Linked DNA regions of Zea mays: region 1 is linked to region 2. A link is a contact called in public Hi-C data. All regions are on one chromosome and are shown on one strand. Each heading gives the region's core, a stretch centred on a gene start, on an enhancer-like site or on the middle of the called end of the contact. The rest is flanking DNA. Distances are from core to core; before and after follow the strand shown.

Region 1 (5,848 bases), core at 2,996-5,495, 180 kb before region 2:
TTGTTGAGACTCCTCTCTAGCCACTTGGCGATTATTGTGCTAACACTTAACAAGTTTTTGTGGCTATAAGTTTAAGTTTCACAGGATCACCTATTCACCCCCCCCTCTAGGTGCTCTCAGATGTCCATCAGCTCACTCGGCCTGGTGGGGGTCTTGCGACCCAACTTGCTCACCAGGTCGCGGCAGGTGGTGCCGGCGAGGAACGCGCCGATGACATCCGAGTCGGTGATGTTGGGCAGCTCGGTGCGCTGCTTCGAGAATCGCTGGATGTAGTCCCGGAGGGACTCTCCCGGCTGCTGCCGGCAGCTTCGGAGGTCCCAGGAATTCCCGGGGCGCACGTACGTGCCCTGGAAATTGCCGGCGAAGGCTTGGACTAGGTCGTCCCAGTTGGAGATCTGCCCCGGAGGCAGGTGCTCCAACCAGGCGCGAGCGGTGTCGGAGAGGAACAGGGGGAGGTTGCGGATGATGAGGTTGTCATCGTCCGTTCCACCCAGTTGGCAGGCCAGACGGTAGTCCGCGAGCCACAGTTCCGGTCTCGTCTCCCCTGAGTACTTTGTGATTGTAGTCGAGGGTCGGAACCGGGTCGGGAACGGTGCCCGTCGGATGGCCCGGCTGAAGGCCTGCGGACCGGGCGGTTCGGGCGAGGGACTCCGATCCTCCCCGCTGTCGTAGCGTCCCCCACGCCTGGGGTGGTAGCCTCGGCGCACCCTCTCGTCGAGGTGGGCCCGACGGTCGCGGTGATGGTGCCAGTTGCCGAGGCGGCCCGGGGCCGCAGGCGCGGTGTTGCGCGTGCGCTCGGTGTAGACCGAGGCTTCCCGCATGAATCGGGAAGTCGCGTCATGAGGTTCCGAGGGATATCCCTTCCTTCGGGAGGCAGAGCTCTCGGCCCGTCGGACCGCGGCGCCTTCCAGGAGATTCTTGAGCTCCCCCTAGATTCGTCGGCCCTCGGTGGTTGATGGCTCCGGCATCACGCGGAGGAGCATCGCTGCTGCAGCCAGGTTCTGGCCGACCCCACTAGATGCGGGTGGCGGCCTGACCCTGACGTCGTCGGCGACGTGGTGCTGGAAACCCTAGGGCAGATGACGTATTTCTCCGGCCGGGGGTTGGCCCGCCCATGCCTGCCTGACGTCCCAGCGGATCGGCTCAAGCGCCCCTGCTCCCTCGTCGAGCCTGGCCTGCACCCCGCAGATTTGCTCGAGCTGTGGGTCATGGCCCCCCGCCTGAACGGGGACCACAGCTAGCTCCCATGGGATGTCAACGCGGGGCACTGGCCTAGGGAGATCACCGTCCTCCGGCATGCCGAGATGATTGCCTTCGGAGGGACCCCCTAGATCGATGTAGAAACATTCGCGGCTTGGGCCGCAGTCCTCGTCGCCGAGGCTGCGGCTACCGTCGGAACAGTCGGAGAGGCAGTAGTCACATGCGGTCATGAAGTCCCGCATGGCACTGGGGTTGCCAAGTCCAGAGAAATCCCAACAGATGCTGGGCTCGTCGTCTTCCTCGGACCCAGAGGGCCCATAGGTCGAGACGTCCGTCAGCCGGTCCCAAGGCGACCGCATGCGAAACCCCAGAGGGTTTGGACTCGCCTCTACGAGAGCGCCCGCCAAATCAAGGTCGCTAGGCGGGTTGAGGCTGAATCCAAATGACGTGGGATGGGAATCGGTCGGTATCTCTTGGTCGACGAGCGGCGATAAAGTCACGTCGGGGACTGACTGCACCGTCGTCTCAGGTACGAGGGTGACGTCCAGCAAGCTCTCCGCGAGCGCGCTGGCGTCGTCCGCTTGCTCGGGATTGGCGTGTCGCGGGGAGACGACGCTCGTCTTCGTCTCAGGCGCGAAGTCGATACCCGGGGCGCCCCTTGTTGGGGTGCCGGTGCTGTCGGCTCGCTCGACAGCCAACGAAGCACTGCCTCCTGCTTGGCCTTGGTCGCCCTGCCTTCCCCTTCGTCGGCGGGGGAAAGGGCAGGATGAGCTCGAAGGTTGTTCTTCCACCACGCGGGGAAGACGTCGTCGATTCCGCCGCCGGCGGGCGGGCTGTCGGCCGCCATTATCGTTGTCGCGCGGCGGTGGAAGGAGTATCATGTCGTAGCTGCCGTCGAGGGACATGAACTCAAGACTCCCGAAACGGAGCACCGTCCCGGGTTGGAGAGGTTGCTGGAGACTGCCCATCTGGAGCTTGACGGGAAGCTATCCGTCAACACGCAACAGGCCCCTACCTGGCGCGCCAACTGTCGGCGTTTCGAGACCGGGGGGTCCCTGGGCCGACGAGTGAATGTCGCCGCGTGCCCCAGCCCAGATGGGTCGAGCGCGAGGGCGAGCGCGAAGGGGGGAGAGCGAGGCGGCCGGAGACCGGCGTGAGAGAGGTGGGAATCCCGTGGCCTTCGTGTTCGTCCCGCGCCCAGGTCGGGTGCGCTTGTAGTAGGGGGTTACAAGCGTCCACGCAGGAGAGGGAGCGAGCGGCCCCAAGCGAGCGCCTGTCTCGTCCTCGTCCCTGCGCGGCCAACCCTCTCTAAGAGGGCCCTGGTCCTTCCTTTTATAGGCGTAAGGAGAGGAGCCAGGTGTACAATGGGGGGTGTAGCAGAGTGCTACGTGTCTAGCGGAGGAGAGCTAGCGCCCTAAGTACATGCCGCTGTGGCAGCCAGAGAGATTTTGGCACCCAGCTGGTGTGATGTCGTGGCCGTCGGAGGAGCGATGGAGCCTGGCGGAGGGACAGCTGTCGGAGCGGTTGAGTCCTTGTTGACGTCCTCCTGCTTCCGTAAGGGGGCTGAGAGACGCCGTCGTCACAGAGTATGCGGGGCGCCATCATTGCCTATCTGGCAGAGCGAGCCAGATGGGACACCGGTCTTGTTTCCTGCGGCCCGAGTCAGCTTGGGGTAGGGCGATGATGGCGCCTCCAGTTGACGTGGCTGGTCTGCGCCCTAGGTTGGGCGATGTGGAAGCTCCTCCGAAGCTGAGGTCGAGTCTGTCTTCCGTGGACGAGGTCGAGTTCGAGCCCCCGGGTCGGGCGAGGCGGAGGCCGTCGGCTGAGGCCAGGGCGGAGTCCGAGCCCTGGGGTCGGGCGAAGCGGAGTTCGTCGTCTTCTGGGGCTGAGCCCGAGTCCGAGCCCTGGGTCGGGCAGAGCGGAGTTCGCTGTCTTCTGGGACTTAGCCCGAGTCCGAGCCCTGGGTCGGGCGGAGCGGAGTTCGCCGTCTTCCGGGACTTAGCCCGAGTCCGAGCCCTGGATCGGGCGGAGCGGAGTTCGCCGTCTTCCGGGACTTAGCCCGAGTCCGAGCCCTGGGTCGGGCGGAGCGGAGTTCGCCGTCTTCCGGGACTTAGCCCGAGTCCGAGCCCTGGGTCGGGCGGAGCGGAGTTCGTCGTCTTCCGGGACTTAGCCCAAGTCCGAGCCCTGGGTCGGGCGAAGCGGAGCTTCCTATGGTGCCTTCGGCCGGGCCTGACTGCCTGTCAGTCTCACTCTGTCAAGTGGCACCGCAGTCGGAGTGGCGCAGGCGGCGCTGTCCTTCTGTCAGGCCGGTCAGTGGAGCGGCGAAGTGACGGCGGTCACTTCGGCTCTGCCGGCTGGGGGGCGCGCGTCAGGATAAAGGTGTCAGGCCACCTTTGCATTAAATGCTCCTGCGATTTGGTCGGTTGGTGCGGCGATTTGGTCAGGGTTGCTTCTTAGCGAAGGCAGGGCCTCGGGCGAGCCGGAAATATGTTCGCCGTTGGAGGGGGGCCTCGGGCGAGACAGAAATCCTCCGGGGTCGGCTGCCCTTGTCCGAGGCTAGGCTCGGGCGAGGCGTGATCGAGTCGCTCGAATGGACTGATCCCTAACTTAGTCGCACCCATCAAGCCTTTGCAGCTTTATGCTGATGGGGGTTACCAGCTGAGAATTAGGAGCCTTGAGGGTACCCCTAATTATGGTCCCCGACAGATACCGTAACGGCTGCTTTTCTTCGCCAAGTGCCCGAGAAAAAGTATTCGGCAAAGACGGCTTTGTCGATGCACGGTATGTCAAGCCCTCTTTGCCGAGTGCGACACTCGGCAAAACATTTGCCGAGTGTTTTTAAGACTTTGCCGAGTGCTTCAGACAAAGCCAACATTTTTGGTAGTGAGTGCTACAAATAGTGCTCAACAGGATTCTCTCAAAAACCAAATGTTTGTAATAAAAAATCATTGGATTATAGCACGTGCTTACAGTTGCAGTGGACCGGAGAGGAGCACATGGCACAGCCGCCCACAAAAATTTAAAATGGTCGACGAAAGAAAATATGAGGGCGCTCGCTCGCCTGCCTATAAGTACTACCCACGCGTATGCTTGCTAGGCATTCACCGTCCACGTTCCATATGGCTTCCTGCAGGATGGCACTCCTCCTTGGCTTGCTGCTGCTAGTAGTAGCTTCGCCCGCGATCGCTGATGACGACTCCGGTATCTACTACCAGCTGGCTCTTATGGTATGTATAATAATAATTATTATATCTAATCTAATTAAGAAGAAGGCCCGGCCGCCGGCCTGACTGCATGCATGGGACGCCCGCGTGCAGTGGCCAGGAGCATACTGCGAGCAGACCAGCGCTGGGTGCTGCAAGCCGACCACCGGCGTCTCGCCGGCGCGCGACTTCTACATAACGGGCTTCACCGTCCTTAACGCGACCACCGACGCTGCAGTGACGGGATGCAGCAACAAAGTTCCTTACGACCCTAACCTGGTACGTACGTACATACTCCAGCTAGCTAGCTGCATCATATATATATCTATAATAATAATAATGCGCATTATTATAAATATAAATATATATTGACGACAGATTACCGGCATCCAAGGCCTGAATCAGTACTGGAGCAACATCAGGTGCCCCAGCAACAACGGGCAGAGCAGCTGGAAGAACGCCTGGAAGAAGGCCGGCGCCTGCTCCGGCCTCAGCGAGAAAGACTACTTCGAGACTGCCCTCTCCTTCCGTAGCCGGATCAACCCACTCGTTCGCCTCAAAGCCAAAGGTAAACTAACTAAGCATATATTATATTCGTCTACTAGCTGCAGTACGTCTGTCTGAATCTTCTGCATGCTTGCAATGCAGGTATCGAGCCGGACTTCGGGCTCTACGGCCTCAAGGCGATCACCAAGGTCTTCAAGAGCGGCATCAACGCGACGCCGGTGATCCAGTGCAGCAAGGGCCCCTTCGACAAGTACATGCTGTTCCAGCTCTACTTCTGCGCGGCGGGGAACGGCACGTTCATCGACTGCCCCGCGCCGCAGCAGTACACCTGCTCCAAGGAGATCCTCTTCCACCCCTTCAAGAAGTGGATGCTCAAGCAGCAGCTCAACCAGGACGACGACCCTTTCCAGCTGCCTGGCGTCGCCATGGACAACTGATACACCGTACCGTCGTCTCTGTTTGCGTTTCTGTCAAGTGTGCATGGAATAATACTGTAACTGTGTTTCCTGCCGGGCAATGCACTGTGATATGATGCCCAACGAATAAATGTCGCTTTTATTTTTATTCGACTTCCCCCCTGTACCGTGTGGAAATAAACCTATTATAAGCATCGTGTTGAAACTCATGATATGCATGAGCAGCTAGTGAAAAGTTTGAATCCTAGATGAATTGAAACACACTATTATATGATTGCTAAATAAATCTCAAATCCACAAGTTGGCCGAGCAGCCACTCAACAAGCTAATAATAAGCATCGTGTTGCAACACACGTTTATGTTTGCCAGTTAAAAAAAAGAAAAGGAAAAGCCTACACAAATCTCAGCCGCTTAGTATGGCACATGCATGATATAATATATAGTTACACTAGTAATTAAAGTCAGTCTGAATTTTGCATGTGCTCATTCCTAACTGGACCTAGCTAGAGTCCTCAATGTTTC
Region 2 (5,937 bases), core at 931-3,430:
TCCGCGAACCGATAACTATCCGCGATCCGATCTGCTCGCGAAAGACTCGCGTTCCGTTCAGATCCTTATAGCGACCGGTTAGGATTCTAAACTTAACAGCCAAGCAACCAAAAATAAAATGGCAAAAGGAAGCCATGCCCCCACAAGGCGATGGGCCGGATTTCGTCGGACCATTCACGCGCATGTCATGCGCCCGCGCCCTTCGCTCCGCCCCTGCGAGGCGAGGCGAGCGAGCGCACGCGCGTGTGGTTCTCCACACTTTCTTCTTTCATCAATGACTTAATGACTGAGTGTAGCCTTCATATTTAAACTTGTGTTTTTTTAATTTAATTTTAGTTAGGCGTGGGATGTACGTGGGAATGAGATTTGTGGTGAGGGGGAATGAGAAAGGAAACATGGAATAGTGACCGAACATGAGAATGGACTGTGCGGGGAGGGGGAATCGGAAAGGCAGAATAGAGAGGGGAATCAGAAATACAGAACAGGGAATAGAAATGACAGAACACCGAATGACAGCCTACATTTAATAGATGGTAGAGATTATCGATTTTTTTAGTTATATATATATATATATTTATAAAACGATCCAGGGTGCCGTTTGGTTCACATATTTGTAACGCAATGGGTAACTGATAACGTTAAATCATGTTTGTTTTAGTCCAACCGTAATCAGATACCATACTAAAAATTGATACTAGTCTATTCAAATTTGTTACCACTAGTAATCGATCGTAAACCGTTACCATTACCATTTGCGTTACATTTTTTTTAACCAAACAGCACCCAGGCTCAAGTCGTACTCGTACATGTCCGCGTCGGGCGGGGAGCTAGCGAGATGCTGAACGAGTACCGTCGCTGTCTTGTACGACCGACGTGATCTTTGGAGTGTCCCGTCACGTACTCCATCAGTCAGGACGTGCAGCGCCGACTTCTCTCTTCGACCGGTCCCTATCACTACCATTTCGTCTCCCTTGGCTCTCGGTCTTTCGGGGGAAAAAAACCTGCAAACCTGACAGTGTTCAAGATAAGGTTCATTGCAGGATGTGTTCAAGATAAAGTTTATCACCTACCGTATAGAATGTTTGAATGCTAGTTAAAATTATAGTTAGTTTTATAATTAGCTGATACGTTAGAACCAAACACCTTTCTTAACAAAAAAATAGCTTGCAGCTAATAAATAGATTACGGGAATGCGTATCGATTTGACGCCCAAACAGTGATCTCTACAAATTACAATGAAAAGATCAGACCTGACCTTTTGGCTGGGCCTTCAAAAGATTCTTTACGAATCCGTTGTTTCGGCTATCAGTTTTGTATAGCTGTTTCGGCTGCTTCTGAAAAAAAAGGCTACACAACTGTAGAGACTGAACATTAACAGTTTTTAAAAACTGAGCTCGGTACAAACAATTCCATCCGCACTTTGCTTCTCCTCCCGCCGCAGCAAAGATCATAGTCAGAAGTCAGAAACAGTGTGTCACGTCGCTTTCTCTCGTTCATGATCAGTGGTAGCACTGGCGAACTTGGCTTACCTCGCCGGCGGCCGGGGCAACAAAAGATCGTCTGGGGCAAGAAATGTTTTCTATGACACTAACCGGCAAGTGGCATGAAAAAAAAAACAGTAACACGAGCAGAGAAAGGCTGCAGGGAAAAGGTTTGATTGGACATGCTTGGCGGCACGTCCTGAACCCGATTACCTTTGGGAGATGCTTACGGGTTTCTGACGAACTAAAGCAAACCATTTTCGTGCCGCACAATGAACCGTGTGTGTTTTGGTTTCAGTATATTATTATTATTGTTTATTAATTTAGGCTGCTGTTGACAGGCAGGCCGCAGTAGGGCAGATGGAGACGTGCGTGTTGCTTTTGCGTAGGTAGGCTACTCATGCAGATGTTTGGGAGCGGGCTTGCCGATGCTTGACGGACGGGAACTAGCCTGCACGCTTCGCTTCCGGTGATGGTACCAGCAGCCTAGGGTCAAGGGCTCAAACAAAAAAACATCAAAACTCAAAACCATGACACTTCCTTCCATAACAATTCAAAAACCATCAAAATCATATAATAATCGCTTGTATACTCTTTCTAAAAACCAATAAATTACTCCAAGAAAAGCCGTACCCTCCCTCTCTCAGCCGCTGATAAAACCACCGGCCCTGCTCCTACGGCCGACCAGACCGAACGAATCCTCGAGTCCCGCCCGACGCACCGGAAAGCGACGCGCCTCCACCGCCCCTTCCGTACCTCCTCCTCCTCCTCCTCGGGACACACGGCCAAGCACCAAGCGACCAAACGCGCGCCACCTTGATTGAACTCGAAGCAAGCAAGGAAAGGCCCTAATGGCGGGGACGCGCTGGGGGCGGTGGCTGGGGCTGGTGACGGCGGTGTGGGTGCAGTGCATCTCCGGCAACAACTACACCTTCTCCAACTACTCGCACGCGCTCAAGACGCTCATGGGCCTCACGCAGCTGCAGCTCAACGGCCTCTCCGTCGCCAAGGACGTCGGCAAGGCGTTCGGCCTCCTCGCGGGGCTGGCGTCCGACCGCGTCCCCACCTGGCTCCTCCTCGCCGTCGGCTCCCTCGAGGGCCTCCTCGGCTACGGCGCGCAGTGGATGGTCGTGTCCGGGGCCGTCGCGCCGCTCCCGTACTGGCAGATGTGCGTCTTCCTCTGTCTCGGCGGGAACAGCACCACATGGATGAACACCGCCGTGCTCGTCACCTGCATCCGCAACTTCCGCCGGAGTAGGGGCCCCGTCTCCGGCCTGCTCAAGGGCTACGTCGGCCTCAGCACCGCCATCTTCACCGACACCTGCTCCGCGCTCTTCGCCGACGACCCGGCCTCGTTCCTCGTCATGCTCGCCGTCGTGCCGGCCGCCGTCTGCGCGCTCGCCATGGTGTTCCTCCGCGAGGGCGCCGCCGCTGCGGACGAGGACGACGACGGGCGCTGCTTCGCCGCGATCAACTCGCTCGCCGTGGCAATCGCGCTGTACCTCCTCGCCGCGGACCTCACGGGGCTCGGCGGCGGGGGCGGGGTCGTCTTCGTCGCCGTGCTCCTGGTGCTCCTCGCGTCCCCCGCTGCCGTGCCGGCGATCCTGGCGTGGAAATCGTGGGCGGAGACCCGCAAGGCCGCGAACGCCGACCTCGAGGAGGCGGACTCCTTGGCCGCGGCCGCGCCGCTGCTTCTCGTCGCGAAGGAGGCGCGTGCTCCCGGAGAGCGGCCGCGCCTCGGGGAGGAGCACACGATCGCGCAGACGCTCACGTCGCTGGACTTCTGGCTGATGTTCGCGTCGTTCCTGATGGGCGTGGGCACGGGGCTGGCCGTGATGAACAACCTGGGGCAGATGGGCGTGGCCATGGGCTACGTCGACGTCTCCCTCTTCGTCTCCATGACCAGCATCTGGGGATTCTTCGGTCGCATCGCCTCCGGCACCATCTCCGAGCACTTCATCAAGTAAGTTACTTATTACCCGAATTGGCAATTGGTATGGAATGGAATCATATAACTCCAAATCCAGAAGAAGAAAATGTTGACATATATAGTGCCCAGGACACGAGGTATTCCCCGCCCGCTGTGGAACGCAGCCTCGCAGGTCCTGATGGCCGTCGGATACATCGTGATGGCGCTGGCGATGCCAGGCTCCCTCTTCATCGGCTCGGTGGTCGTCGGCATCTGCTACGGCGTGCGGCTGGCGGTCACCGTGCCCACGGCGTCGGAGCTGTTCGGCCTCAAGTACTACGGTCTCGTCTACAACGTCCTCATCCTCAACCTGCCGCTCGGCTCCTTCCTCTTCTCGGGCCTGCTGGCGGGCCTCCTCTACGACGCGGAAGCCACCGCGGTGCCCGGCGGCGGCAACACCTGCGTCGGCGCACACTGCTACCGCCTCGTCTTCCTGATCATGGCGCTCGCCTGCGTCGTCGGGTTCGGCCTCGACGTCCTGCTCTGCGTCCGGACGAAGAGGGTGTACGCCAAGATCCACGAGAGCAAGCGGTTGAGCAGGTCAGCCGTGGCGGAGAGGGTGGGTTAGCTTAGCAACGCACGCGGCGCCGGCGGCTCTGTGGAAGCGTTGGAATTCAGAAGCACCTCCGCAATTTTAAGGGCCATTCTTGTCTTTATTCTATTTCTAGGGAAAAGATGGGATCAATTTGATTGATACAGTTGATTGCCACTAAGTACTAATTGAGGGGGGGCTGCGGCCTGCAGATTTTGCTGGTTCGCCAGCACGGTGTCTACTCTTGAAACGTATATAAAGCATCTCGTCCCAATACAGATTTTAGGGCGAAAAAAAAACAATCATCCAACAGTACCGTATCCATCGTTTCTATTCTATCCCCACCATTTTTTCTAGGGAAGGAGATGGGCCATGGGCTCCTAGCGAGGCAGCCTCCCCTAGGCTGGGCTGGAGGCCTACGAGCAAAAGAAGCAGGATATGAGCACGCGAGCGGCCTCACAGGTCTCACAAGATTACACAGGCCCAAAAAACTCTAGCTAAACCCCATGTTCCGCGTGGCCTTCAAATTTGTATCGGAGATATATAGGCTGGTTCAAGCGGTAGGTTTGCTTTTGTTACATTTTTAGTAACTTTGTCGTATTGTTTTTGGTCGCATAGAAGGTCTCGTGTGAGTCTTTTACTGTTTTACACAACTTTCCTAAAACTTTCTGACCTGAATCTTCACTGGACGCCTTCCTTTCGCATTGTTCCTTGATGTATATGTATATGAGGTGATTTTTCCAGAACCAAAAAAAAAGTCGCATAGGCTGCCCTTCTCCCTCTTTGGAACGTTCAGTTCAAGCAACATCCGTTCTGTACTCATCTTCTACCTTTCTCGATAAGAAGTCAACAAAGATGGTTACCACTGGGGCATCTATAACTTCTTTGGCGTTTGTAAGCTCCCTAAACCCTTTTCTCTGCCTTCTGATGCCATATCTACGTGGGCCATCCGAATCTTGGGAAATTAAGATCTGCGGCCGTTTTCTTTTCTGCCGACTCCCCGTATCTAATGGACTGTGGTGACCACACTAATAACAGGATCGATCAAGTCCCAATCCTTTTTTTAAAGAGATTCTATGTCTGAAAACACGAAAATCCTGTCTGTCACTGATACGGTGATACCTCACTACTCTTGGTATTGGAACTAAAGCATAGGAAGTGAGTGAAACAAATGCCAATGAATCTGAAAAGGAGCTGCAGGAAGCTAAAACGCAACATCATTATGATAGAACGTGCTGAATATTTACTTAGCATACTGCATGTGACAAGGAAGACTAAAAAAAAAGAAAGAAGTAAAGAAACAGTGTTTTGCTGAGACTGAGGAAAATAAACGAATGCATATGTTTTGCTGACATGTAAGGTGCATCTTAAATTTGCTGATAAAATAAAATCCATATTATATATATATATATATATATATATATATATATATATATATATATATATATATATATATATATATATATATATATATATATATATATATATATATATATATATATATAATAGCGCTAGAGGCTATTACCGCCACCTTGCCAACAAACAACTTCACTATCCACAAAGACAAAAGGCTAAAGAATATATGCTTCGCCGTCCTCATCCATCCGCCGCCGTCGTCGATCCGGTCATAAAAGCAAGGCAACGACTGCGGCCGCTGCCGATGCGGCCTGGAGCAGCGACGCCGCCGCCGTCGACGTCGCGGCGTCCGTCTCGCCGGTGGCCAGGCTCGCCAGCCACGAGTCGCCCTCGAGCTGCACGTCCCTGGGCGTCGGCAAGGGGCCCTTGGTCGCCTTCTGGCTGCACACAGAGATCAACCGTGTGGCCGTGAGATTCCAAGCTTTTCTCGAGCTGTCCATGGCCATACATGGTGGGGAAGGAACAAATGCGGTGCAGGGCAGCAAAAGAAGCATGGCGAACAATTTAATTAAAGCGCCTCCTTTCGCCATCCCAGTTTG

Evidence for each region. A called contact is a pair of places that touch in the nucleus more often than the background predicts.
Region 1: a Hi-C map of ear shows a contact between it and region 2, with 4 times the contacts expected there. The contact joins the promoter of LOC100126898 here to the promoter of LOC100501794 in region 2. A contact is called at or near these places in 12 of 25 Hi-C or Micro-C datasets (bundle sheath, ear, endosperm and 3 more) and 1 of 3 datasets of contacts at active chromatin or transcription factors (leaf).

What each region holds. Positions count from the first base shown.
Region 1 is chr7:185,221,191-185,227,038 of Zm-B73-REFERENCE-NAM-5.0, forward strand. It overlaps LOC100126898 (knotted1 induced 1), which reads left to right and starts at 4,246. Exons shown (of 4, transcript NM_001112600.2): 1 at 4,246-4,427; 2 at 4,518-4,682; 3 at 4,782-4,971; 4 at 5,052-5,538. The coding sequence starts at 4,320. The coding sequence ends at 5,347.
Region 2 is chr7:185,398,815-185,404,751 of Zm-B73-REFERENCE-NAM-5.0, forward strand. LOC100501794 (Major facilitator superfamily protein) reads left to right here and starts at 2,181. Exons shown (of 2, transcript NM_001323406.1): 1 at 2,181-3,444; 2 at 3,541-4,045. The coding sequence starts at 2,333. The coding sequence ends at 4,018. LOC103633630 (thaumatin-like protein 1) reads right to left here. Exons shown (of 3, transcript XM_008655353.4): 3 at 5,206-5,779. The coding sequence ends at 5,608.